Regions from separate parts of the Sus scrofa genome. Here region 1 is linked to region 2. A link is a contact called in public Hi-C data. All regions are on one chromosome and are shown on one strand. The core of a region is the stretch at or near the end of the contact, and the rest is flanking DNA. Distances in the headings are between cores, read along the strand shown. Region 1 overlaps PKD1 (polycystin 1, transient receptor potential channel interacting). Region 2 holds the start of PKD1 (polycystin 1, transient receptor potential channel interacting).

What was found. A called contact is a pair of places that touch in the nucleus more often than the background predicts.
Region 1: a Hi-C map of subcutaneous adipose tissue shows a contact between it and region 2, with 1.7 times the contacts expected there. The contact joins the enhancer-like site here to the promoter of PKD1 in region 2. A contact is called at or near these places in 2 of 5 promoter capture datasets (fetal liver and liver), 15 of 47 Hi-C or Micro-C datasets (adipose tissue, alveolar macrophages, blood and 7 more) and 1 of 2 datasets of contacts at active chromatin or transcription factors (skeletal muscle).

The regions. Positions count from the first base shown.
Region 1 is chr3:39,892,337-39,898,055 of Sscrofa11.1, reverse strand. It overlaps PKD1 (polycystin 1, transient receptor potential channel interacting), which reads right to left. Exons shown (of 46, transcript NM_001246202.1): 35 at 4,489-4,607; 36 at 4,210-4,412; 37 at 3,942-4,136; 38 at 3,377-3,516; 39 at 2,903-3,015; 40 at 2,547-2,694; 41 at 2,305-2,430; 42 at 1,929-2,103; 43 at 827-1,117; 44 at 619-753; 45 at 235-540; 46 at 1-139. Among named protein-coding and RNA genes, the nearest start is that of TSC2, 40 kb to the left of the region's middle. Within about 2 kb of position 1,320, at least 36 of the 83 cell types and tissues checked have an H3K27ac peak or open chromatin away from gene starts, as enhancers often do. A contact at or near this core is called in adipose tissue, alveolar macrophages, embryonic fibroblasts and 2 more, where this site is marked.
Region 2 is chr3:39,846,577-39,852,953 of Sscrofa11.1, reverse strand. It overlaps PKD1 (polycystin 1, transient receptor potential channel interacting), which reads right to left and starts at 3,345. Exons shown (of 46, transcript NM_001246202.1): 1 at 2,915-3,345. The coding sequence starts at 3,129. LOC106504252 (a long non-coding RNA gene) reads right to left here. Exons shown (of 7, transcript XR_001303294.2): 7 at 5,754-5,813.

The sequences.
Region 1 (5,719 bases), core at 71-2,570, 47 kb before region 2:
CCAGCTGGCTGGAGGAGGTGGAGGGGCGAGAGGCATCAGACCCTCCACTGGGCGGTGGCACGTCCGGAGAAGACTTGGAGCCCCGGGACGAGCGGGAGGGCAGTGGCTCCACCCCTTCAAAGCGGACTTTGTGGCGGAACTGGGGGCGGCACAGGGGCTCGGTCAGTCCGGCTGCACCCTGGGCTCCACTGGGCCCAGGGTGCGTCCCTCTCCCCCCCACTGGGCCGTACCCACCTCCTTGACCTTGCTGAAGCCCATCCAGAGGCGCAGCCTGCGTAAGAACAGTTCCACCATCTCATAATCCTGGGGCTCCCACGCTGGGCGGTAGAGCTCCCCGCGCAAAGCGTGGTACCGCCACCGCAGGAGGATGGCACCCAGCCTCAGGGCGCCCCACAGCCGCAGGGCCCAGAGCCCTGTGCACAGCAAGGGGGACAGACGCCAGGACTCGTCCGGACACAGGGCAGGACCCCCGGCCCCAGGGCACAGCACCAAAAGGGCCCGGGCGGCACTCCGAAGCGAGTCCACACAGGAGGAGACCAGCTGGGGGAAAGACGGCACGAGTGACAGGCAGCCCGGGGCTAAAGGCCCCTCTGATGGCCTCCCCCTGCCAGGACCTACCAGAAAAGCCAGTTGCACGTAGGCCACAGCGAGCACCACCAGACCTATGGCTGCACCCACGAGCTCTGGCAGGGCCCGGCACAGCGTCTTGCCGAAAATGGACCACTGGCGCACAAAGCGCAGCTGCTGGGCTGCCTGTGGGCAAAGGGCATCAGTGGCCCAACCTTACCCAGAAGCACCCTCCCGGGTCCACCGGCCCAGCTCTCACCTTGACCAAGAGCAGGAAAAGCAGTGAGGCAGCCAGGCCGTGGGCCACCGCACTCAGCTGGGCCACCTGCTCAAAACTGGTGAAGTGGTGCGGGCGGCGGCGCAGGAAGCGGGTCCATTGGTTGTCAGCGGCGCCCAGCTGCGCCAGGCGCACCAGCGCAGCGGCCGCTGTCAGTGCCACCAGCAGCCACCGCGCCCAGGTCCCAGGCCTCCTGGCACGCACACGCCCCTCTCTACGCCAGGAGCGCACCTCAGCCACAGCAAAGTACATCGCGAACAGCAGCAGGCCCACCTGCAGAGGACCGGGGCGCAGCCACAGTGGGGCGGGGTCAGGGCCGGACAAGGGTGGGCAGGGCCGCGCGGGGCAGAACAGACTGGAGTCGGGGGTACAGCAAGGGGGTGTCAGAGCCGGCTGAGGCCACCAGGGGGCACAGACGGGGCTGGGGTGGGCGGAGCAGCGCAAGGGTGGAGTCAGGGCCTGTGGGCGGTGGTGCCCGAGCTGGATCGGGAGGGGCCGCGCTGCGGTGGGCGGAGCCACGCAGGGCAGGGTCAGGCTGGGCGGGGCAGCGGAGCACTGTCAGGGCCCGGCCTGGGCCACGAGGGCAGTGTGGGGGGTGAAGTAAGGGCCTGTGCAGTGTGGGCAGGGCAGCCTGAGGGCGCAGAGCCCGGTTGGACGGGGTCATGTGGAGGCGGGTCGGGCTGGGGTGGGCGGTGGCCGCAGAGGGCAGGGTCAGGCTGGCTGTGTGGGGAAGCGTGGGGGTGGAGTCAGGGCCTGTGGGGGCGGTGTCAGAGCCGAGGTGGGCGGGGCCACGAGAGGGAGGGACTGGTTTGGGGCGGGCGGGGCAGGGAGAAGGTGGAGTCAGGGCCTGGGGGGCGGTGTCAGAGCCGAGGTGGGCGGGGCCAAGCCGGGTGGGGCGGGGCCACGAGAGGGAGGGACTGGCCTGGGGTGGGCGGGGCAGGGAAAGGGTGGAGTCAGGATCTGTGGGGGGTGGTGTCAGCACAGGGCGGGGTCCGGCTGGGCGGGGCAGTGGGCGGTATCAGAGCCAGGCCTTGGCCACGAGGGAGCGGGGTTGGGTGGAACCGTGAGGGGTGGCAGGACCTACCGAGGTGAGCAGTGGCATTGAGAGGCCAGCGCTGAGGCGGCGCAGCGCAAACGGGCGGACACTGACGGCCGTCACGGCTTGTCCGGCTGCAGGGAACTCGAGGCGTAGCGTGACAGCAGCGTGCAGCCCCACGGCTGGGCTGTACCGCGTGAGCTCCACGAACACCGCACGGCTCCTGCGCAGAGGGCACGGTGGGGCCGGAGTCCAAGCGGGTGGGAAGGGGTCAAGGCCGAGAGGGGAGGACCTGCGCCGCGGAGAAGCTGGGGGCCTTGGCAGAGGCAGGGGCTTGGGCAGCGGGTGGAGGAGGAGGGTGAGGTGCACTGGGGGGGTTCGTTGGGAACAGCAAGGCTGGGGCGTGGGCGTGCAGAGCACCCACCTGTTGTCGATCCAGTTGTGCAGCTGCAGGAAGCCCAGCTGCGCGCGGCTCTCCTCCAGGCTGGGGCCCAGCTCCTGCACGTAGCCCCCGCTGTCATACACGGCGCAGGACCCCCAGTACCAGACGCTGCCGGGAGGGGGCAGTGTCAGAGCGCTGCCCCGCAGGAACCCGGGAACAGGCGGGGCTCCGCGAGGAGCGCTCTCCCAACGCCCCAGGCACCCTGGCCCGCCCTCCCCGCTCACCCCAGCAGGTCCGGGGCAGAGTAGGCCCACGTCTTGGAGCCGTTGTGGGTAACGCTCCCCCAGCCAACGCCATAGTCGCTGGTGCTGAAGCCACCGGAGGCTGCCGAGCACGTGAGGGCCCCTGGGCCGGGAAGGTCCGAGCAGAGCGCTGAAAGCAGAAGGCCAGAGAATGAGCAGGACCAAACCAGGAGCACTGGCTGTTTACCTGCCCCCAGGGCTCAGCCCTGAGTGATGGCAGCGACCCTCCCAGCAGCCCAGAAGGTAGATGACACTGTCCCGGAGGCAGGGAGGTCACCCAAAGGCTTCTCTTTGGGAAAAAGCAGGGATAAGTGGCAGAGTGCCCCTCTCCCACTCACCTTCCTGCAGCCGCACCTGCCGCAGTCGTGGGGGCCCCAGCTCCGGTCGGGACTGGTTCCCGTGGATGTAGGGGAGCAGCACGTGGGACATCCAGGGCCAGAACTCATCAGACCTGCCCGTGCCAGACAGAGTCACATGCTCCATGCCTCAGCTCCCCGAACCCACTGGGGTCAGAGAACCAGCCAACAGGGGGCTGCCAGTGTTGCCCCAGGGGAGGCACGACCTGGCGCCTCAGCCTCGGCTTCCTGACACTTGTGGGGAGCTAATGCTGGGCGGGGGCTGCACGGGGCACACACGGTTTGGAGCAGTGTCTGTGGTCTACACCCACTGCCAGCAGCACCCGCCCCAGTTCTGAACACCAGAGATGCATCGAGACACTTCCAACATCCCCTGGGGTCTGGGTTGGACCAAGGGCGGGATCCGCACCACCCTGGCCCAGAAGGCAGACTGCCTGCGCATTGGGGCATCCATACCGGGTAATGGCCAGGAAGGCCTGGCTGTCCAGCTCCTGCTTGATGGCGTTCTGCAAGCGGTAGGCATGGTTGTGGCACGCGGTGTCCCCATAGTTGGCCAGCAGCGTCACCAGCAGGAAGAACATGTACACCAGAAGGCCCTGCGGGGTGGGGATGGGCCTGGGGTCAGCCAAATGCAGCCCGGGCTCCTGGAACAGCAGGGCTTCCAGACGCTGGACAGCAAAGTGCTCACAGCCAGGGGGTCTGGTGCTAAGAGCCAGGCCTGGGGGCAGACATGTCTGCGAAGCCATGGAGCCACACCAGGGCCGCGTGAGACCAGGCAGGAGCGGGCACTGGACTTGGACGGAAGGGGCCCATCAAGGATCAGGGCAGGAGTTGGAGGGGATGGGAGGGCGTCAGGCAGGGCAGGGGCCGCAGAGCCTGAGACCCCCTGCGGGAGAGCCTTCAGGGCTCAGGAGAAGGGCTCGTGTGTGGTTTCTGAGAAAGGCAGGACTCTGGGAGGACGATGCCCTGGCCAGGAGGCCAGAGAGGGAGGGCCGGGCCCGGCCACGCGGCCTGAGCTCACCCTCAGCATCCCGTGCAGCCTCTTGACCTTGCGGGCCTCCTCCTTTGCCAGGAAGAGCGCGAAGCCATGGGGCGGCCGTACCCGGGGCACGCGCTCGCTCACGGGTGTCACGGCCGGACTCTCCACCAGTGTGTCATCCTCATCAGGGTGCAGCCGCTTGGCCACCAGGGCGAAGTACAGGGCTTCCAGCAGGACCTGCGCCAGGAGGGCGTCAGGGAGGCCGCAGGGGCCGGAGGCCAGCAGCTGGGCTCCCCTGCATCCCACCTACCTTGAGTGGCTCCCAGCAGAGGAACGAGGCCAGGAAGCTGGTGCTGCTTGAGAGGAGCCACATGACGGACACGCTGGGGGGGAAGCTGGCGCCAACCCACCCGGATACCCCCACGGCCACAGCCACCAGGAGCAGGCTGAGCCCGTGGGCCAGGGAAGCACACCAGGCCGGCAGCAGTCGCTTCCGCAGACCCTCCACCAGCCCTAACGAAGCAGACACACACCGTGAGCGGCCAGGCCGGGGAAGGGGCAGGGAGGTTGTCGGGGGACTCGGGCGCACCTGTCCTAGAGAGCTTCGCCGAGCGGGGCTGCTCCCACGTCAGGCCTGGGCTGGGCAGCCCCCCGGTGCCCCGACTCTGCAGCATCAGTGTCTGAGTCCTCTCCCCGGGAGCGCCAGACCTGCAGCGGGGGGAGCGTGGAGGGCAGCGGCCAGCACTCACTGGTCAGCCCGCACACGGCCCACCACATCGGTGCCGGCAGTTCCAGGAGCCTCTCTGGGCTCATGCGTCCCCTGCCCCTGGTCTGTGGGGACAGAGGGCACTCCCCTGGCCCCAGGCGGAGATGGTCCTGGGCTTCAGAACACCGCCAGGCACTGTCCGCCCTGCTTCGCAGTCCAGGAGGTCCCCTCGGCCTCGGGCTGCAGCCCCCCAACTTCCCGCTGCCCCACAGCCACATCCTTGCTTCCTGTGGCCGCAACCTGCTGCTGTCCTGCCACCACTCCCTGGCCTCCAGACCCTACCCCGGCCTGCTCTGTGTACCAGCGAACCACGACTAGGTCTGCCGCCTTGCACGCACGGAGCACCCAGGCCTCGCGCCTTCCCCTCACCTCCCGGCACACACGCTTCCATGAAGGGACTGCGCTGTAACCAGAGACCAACTCGGGGAAGGAAATGTGCTCCTGGCTTTCACAGCCGAGCTGCCGCTCTCAGGACGCCTCCCCGGACGTCCCAACGGAGAAGGAGAGCAGAGATAACGGGGAGAAGACAAGAGGGAGGGAGGCAAGACCGTGGCAGGCGCTTACTGGGGACGAGGTGGAAGAGAACCCCAGATGCCTGATGCACCTGCCACTGCACTGCGGCAAACCTGTTTTGTGCATTTCCTACAGAATAAAAGGCACTGTGGCTTCTAAAGGTCGGAGTGCCAGAGAGGACAGATGTGAATGCATGGGATCCACTGCTGTCTTGAAATGGACTTTGCTGATTATAAAGGCAGCATAAAACTATTTGTAGAGGAGTTCCCGTCGTGGCGCGGCGGAAATGAACCCGACGAGGAACCATGAGGTGGTGGGTTCGATCCCTGGCCTTGCTCAGTGGGTTAAGGATCCGGCGTTGCTGTGAGCTGTGGTGTAGGTCACAGATGCAGCTCGGATCTGGCGTTGCTGTGGCTGTGGTGTAGGACGGTGGCTACAGCTCTGATTCGACCCCTGGCCTGGGAACCTCCACATGCCGCGGGAGCGGCCCTAGAAAAGCGAAACAAAACAAAACCCTGTAGAAAGTAGAGTGACAATAAAG
Region 2 (6,377 bases), core at 2,096-4,595:
GCAACCTATGACTGAGTGATGTCATTTTTCCCAGGCTGCCACCTCCAGCTGCTTCAGCTAACTCAAGAGAGCCTGGGGCCTCAGAACCCTGGGCCATCCTGCACGCTGAGGCCCTGGGAGCCAGGGACCCCGCACCAGCCAGCCACTGACTTCCCACCCGGGTCTGAACACAGCTGTCCTGCCGCCCCGCAGGCTGGCCAAGGAGTCTCAGATGGCTGTAGGATGCTGATGACAGAGCAGCCAGGCCTGAGCCCCCCAGAGGAAGCTGCTGGAGACACCCCTAAGGCAGGGCTTCTGGGGCCCCTGGATGTGTACAACCTGACCCGGAGTCTCCCTTGAAGAAGCCAAGACCCACCCATCTCCCTCTCCCTGAGGGTGGGGCTTGAAGGGTTGACAGGCAGAATGGCAGGGCAGAGCACAGAGGGTGGCCTGGGGGACCTGGGAGTCTTAACATCTGCATCCGAGGTCCCAGCTTCCCATGGGGTCCTTGCACCCAGCCCTGCAGAAATCTCCCAGAGCAGCCTCCGGGTCAAGACGGTGGAGTCTCCTCCACTCCCGATCCACCTGCCTCACAGGGTCCCTCACCACGTGCTGCAGGGCGGGCAACCCCGCCAGCTCCGGCCAGCCACCAGCCCCCAGACTCCCAACAGCCAAGACCAGAGCCTAAGGGGACACACGCAAGGCACACAGGCTCAGGCTCCACGGCTGAGCCCGCAAGTCCGCAAGCTGCTGCAGGGTCCTGGCCAACCCACCAGTTTATTTTCCGGACGGTTCCTGGAGGTCTGCATGGCGCCAGTGATGGGGAAGCCGGAACAACCAGAAGGAGCAGGAGCCTGCTCCCTGCCCCCCACAGCGGCTCCCAGCCCATCAGCCAGAGGTAACGGCGTCGAGAAACAAAGGGTGGGGGGTGCGCCCAAAGCAATTCTGCGGTACCAGCTGCAGGCAGGAGTCAACCAGGACGGCAAACACTTCAGTTGTCGGGGAGCAAGACCACAGGCCCAGGGTGGCCCCATGATGGCCATCCGCCACCCCTGGAGAAGCTGTTCTACCCCCCAACAAAGCCTCAAGGACACACCATCCAGAAGCGCCCACCCGGTTCCAGCCCCTCAACATCCAAACTCGTCTGAACACTGACCACAAGGGTCCCCCCCCGCCACCACCACCAATAAAAGGCAGCCACACACCAGAGTCACCGAAGGGACAGCACAAAACCAAATCCCAGGTTTAAGAAGCCTGGGGATGTTACACGCACCCCAAGGAATTCCAGCAGCCAGGGAGCGATGGAGTCCTGGCTTAGGTGTCTGGAAGTACCCAAACAAGGCCACAGGGATGTGCGAGTTCCGGCTGTGGCTCAGCAGTAATGAACCCAAATAGAAACCAGGAGGATGCAGGTTCGACCCCTGACCTTGCTCAGTGGGTTAAGGATCCGGCGTTGCCGTGAGCTGTGGTGTAGGTCGCAGACGCAGTTCTGATCTGGCCTTGCTGTGGCTGTGATATAGGCTGGTGGCTACTGCTCCAACGTGACCCCCAGCTGGGGAACTTCCATATGCCACACAAGCAGCCCTGAAAAAGCAAAAAAAAAAAAAAAAAAAAAAAAGGCCACAAGGATGTGGACCAGCAGGTCCTGAGCCAGTCCCCATCTCTGGGGACAAATGTCTGCAAATCTCAGTCACCTGCACCCTTTGCAAGCCAACCCTGAGCTCCTAACAGTCAAATGCTGCCTCTGCCATGTACTGGCTGTTACTTGTGCTTGTGCAAATCATATCGCCATCACCTCTGGCCTGTTTTTTCCCCTGCAAAAGGGGCATCTTTGCTGTACCTCCAGAGGGTTAAGCATGACGGTTCACAGGAGTTCCCCTTGTGGTTCAGTGGTTAACGAATCTCATTCGTATCCACGAGGACAGGGGTTCAATCCCTGGTCTCGCTCAGTGGGTTAAGGATCCCGAGTTGCCGTGAGCTGTGGTTGTAGGTCCCAGATGAGGCTCAGATCTGGCATTGCTGTGGCAGTGGTGTAGGCCAGCAGCTACAGTTCTGATTCCACCCCTAGCCTGGGAACTTCCATATGTCGCGGGTGCGGCCCTAAAAAGACCAAAAAAAAAAAAAAAAAAAAAAAAAAAGCTGATGGTTCAAAAGAGTTTGGCACAGGCCAGGGCTGGAGACAAGCTCTCCATAAAGACTTCCTGTTATTATTTCTTCCAAAATGCAAGTCTGCTAATGGTGTGTCAGCATTTTACACCCCTCCAGGCCTTTGCACACATGGTTCCCTCCTCCCGTCACCTAAACCCAGTTTCCTTAAGTATCAAACCAATTCTCAAACATCCATCGAACCCTTGTCCACCTCTTCCGGAGAGCCTTCCCTGCCGTCCACACAGACTTCTCCATCTCCTAGCGTCCTTCTCCAGGGCTCCCAAGTGCTGGGTATCCCTCCAAGCCAAGCTGCATCCTATTAGGCTCTGAGCAGCGTTGAAGTGCTCGTGGTCCCTTGCCGGGACCTTCCCGCCCTGCGCCCACACGATGCCAAAGGCCCTCAGTCAGTTCGCATTAGCGGAGTCCCACCGAGTGAGAAGTCTCCGCCCGCACAGAATCTGGGATGTTTCTGTTTCCCTCTGGCTGAGGCCAGGCGGGCTGAGAGCCGGCTGCGGTCCCAGGTTTTCCTTATTTAGTCGGGCCGACCTCACTGCGCTGGAGCCTCGCCCTGGGAGAGGCCTGGCCCGCACTCCGTTTCCCCTTCTGCAGGCTGGGGACGCGCCCACGCCCTGCGAGGCCCGCCAGGCCGGCGGCCTGCCCGTGCGGCCTCTCCCGGGAGGGTGAAGGCGCCCCGAGCCCCGGCAGGCCCCGGCGGCCGCGAGTCCTAGCGCAAGCCGGGCGCCATGGCAACCGCCTCACCAGCGTCGCAGGGCGGCGGGTTACTCACAGCGCGGTGGCGTCCGCGGGGATGCGCAGCGCGGGCCCGAGGGTCCGCAGTCCGAGGCCAGAGCAGTTGACGCGGCAGGCGGCGCCGGGCGCCGGGCCGCAGAGGCAGGGAGGGGCGCACGGTCCGCAGCCGCGCCCGGGGACCCCCGCCAGCGCCCCGAGCCACAGGCCCAGGCCCAGGGCGAGCGCCAGGCGGGCGGGCGCGGCGGGCGGCATCGTCAGGACAGCGCAAGCATGGCCCCGGACCGGTCCCGAGGCCCCGAGCCCGCCTGGCCCCGGCGACCGCGGCTCAGGCGCAGCCCGCGCAAGGCATGGCTGGGCGCGGGGCGGGATACGGCAGCAGCTGCGGCCTGTCTGCCTGCGCGACGCCTGCTCGGTTCTCCGTCCCGGCTCCGAGTCCTCCGCGGCCCGCTAGCGCGCTGGCGCTGCAGTGCGGGCTGGCGGCCGGCTCCTCCTTCTCCCGGCGCGGCGCGGGGGGCGGGACGCTCTTAGGCCCCGCCCCCCGTGCGGCAGAGCCGGGCGCGGCCGGGGCGGGGCATCAGGAGGGTCCGCCCTTCGCTCTGCGAAGGGGCCATCCGCGCGGCCGGGGCGGGGCATCAGGAGCTCCGCCCTTCGCATCCAGCTGCAGGCTCGACAGCGAGGGCCCTCGCTCGGTGCCCTTCCCCTCCGCCCGCGGCGTCCGCGCCTCCCAGACCTCAGAGCCCAAGCAGTCACAACACTGAAAACACCAGCCGGAACCTCCAGTGCCCTCTACGAGCGCTCATCCACTCCCAGCGCCTATGTCCCTCTCCACCACCTCGGATTGCCGAGCTCCTGGCACACAGTAGGCACTCAATAAATGCGCATCGCGCCCTCTCAGGGAATTGCCAGAACGTCGGCGAAGTATGACAGCTGGTTCTCCCTGGCACGGAGGTGAAGCACAAGGTGGGCCTCACCTGGGCAGGTGAAGGGCAGCGTTCGGCCGGCCATTCGCCAGCCCCTGGGCAAGAAGCTGAGTTCTGCGCACCTGGGTGCTTGGGACCTCCCACCACCAGGGCAGTTTGCCCCCTCTTTCCATGGCGCAAGTTCCTCAGTGCTGCGGCTCTGCCCAGGGAGCTTTTGCGCCCAGGATGTAATTAGGGAACTAACGCACGTGGTGCTAAGAATTCAAGCTGAATAACATGGACGAACTCTGAAAACATCCTAGATGCCAGACATAAAGAACCACATATTATAGAAATCCGTTTATTAAGCGGGGGGGGGGAAGGTTTGGGAGTTCCCACTGTGGCTCAGCAGAAACAAATCTGACTATTATCCATGAGGACCTGGGTTCGACCCCTGGCCTCACTCATTGGGTTAAGGATCTAGCGTTGCTGTGAGCTGTGGTGGAGGCCGACAGCTGCAGCTCTGATTTGACCCCTAGCGTGGGAATCTCCATAGGCCCCAGATGTGACTTTAAAAAGACAAAAAAAAAAAAAAGGGAAAAAATGAAATTTGACAGATCACACAACAGGTAAGGAAGGGGCAAACCCAAGCTTTTAATTCCAGATAATAAACTGATGAGATCCAAGGTCTCAAGATGAGTGAAGATGGACCCATAATAAACAGTGATGCCAAATGAGCAAAACAGATTAATCAACTAAAATGCAAGTTTTTTCCTTTTGTTTTTTCTTTTGAGGGCCACACGTGCAGCATATAGAAGTTCCCAGGCTGGGGGTTGAATTAGAGCTGCAGCTGCCAGCCTACACAACAGCTCACGGCAATGCCTGATCCTTAACTCACTGAGCAAGGCTAGGGATCAAACCTGCATCCTCATGGATACTGGTTGGATTCATCACCACTGAGCCACACAGGAATTCCCCTTTTTTCATTTTTTAAAGTTTTATTGAGGTATGGTTGATAAATGCAATTGTTTTAGAAGGGATTTCTGAAATAGAAAAGATTTTTTATTTTTATTTATTTATTTATTTTTTTTTGCCTCTCGTGTGGCATGCAGAAGTTCCTGGACCATGGATCAGACCTGTGCCACAGCTGTAACCAGAGCCACAGCAGTGACTACACCAGATCCTTAACCCTCTGAGCCATGAGGGAATCCCTAGAAAAGATGTGCTTAGGAGTTTCTGTCGTGGCTCAGGGGTAATGAATCTGACTGGTATCCATCAGAATGCAAGTTCGATCCCTGGCCTTGCTCAATGGGTTAAGGATCCAGCATTGTCACTGCTGTGGCTCTAATCGCTGCTGTGGTGGGCATTTGATTCCTGGCCCGGGAACTTCCACATGCTTTGGAGATGGGCAAAAAATAATAAAAATTTTAAAAGAAGAAGAAAATAACATATCTAGAAATGAAATTCTGGGCTATTTCAACAATTCCCACGGTGAGTCAGAGGAAATAAAATGTGGCAAAGATCCTGTTTGATGCAGGGAGGGGGATGCTGGAGAAATGTTTAATTCTCTCTTTTTCAGGCACACCCACGGCGTGTGGGAATTCCCAGGCCGGGGATGGAACCAGCACGACAGCAGCAACCTGAGCCTCAGCAGTGACCATGCCAGATCCTTAACCCACCTAGCCACCAGGGCATTCCTAATTCTTGATAAAATATTAATTTATGTTTTTATTTTTTATTACTCAAATTTACACATCTCTAGTTGTATAATGATCATAACAATCCGATTTCACCGGATTTCCATCCCACACCCCAAGCACATCCCCCCACCCCCCAAACTGTCTCCTCTGGAGATCATAAGTTTTTCAATGTCTGTGAGTCAGCATCTGTTCTGCCAAGAAGTTCAGTCTGTCCTTTTTTCAGATTCCACATGTCAGTGAAAGCATTGGATGTTGGTGTCTCATTGCATGGCTGACTTCACTTCGCATGATAATTTCTAGATCCATCCATGTTGTTAAAAATGCCGGTATTTCATTCCTTTAAAACATAAATTTAAAGGCTTTTATTAGTAACGATAATTAAAAATTTTTAATAAAAATAATTAAACTATTAACATAAAATACAGGGGAAAATTAGAGTTTGGAGGGAAGAAACAAGAAAATCTGGTCAGCCCAGGAAAGAATTACAAAAGGAAACAATGGGGAGTTCCCACTGTAACAGAGTGGGTTAAGGACCCAGGGCTGCCAAAGCTGTAGCTCAGGTTGCAGCTGTGGCTCTGATCCAATCCCTGGCTTGGGAAGGTCTGTATGCCACGAGAGTGGCAAAAAAAAAAAAAAAAAAAAAAAAAAGGAAACAATGGATCAGTATATTCATCAAAATACAGAACGAGAAGTTTCCTGGTGGCTCAGTGGGTTAAGGATCTGGCATTGTCACTGCTGCGGCTTGGGTAGCTGCACTGCCCAGGTTTGATCCCTGGCCTGGGAACTTCTGCATTCTGCAGGCTAAATCCAGATAAATGTCATTTGCCAGGGCACAGCTAGGACAAATAACCCAGAGGGCGGGAAGCAAACAGAAAAATGAAGACAAAGACGGTGGTGTGGC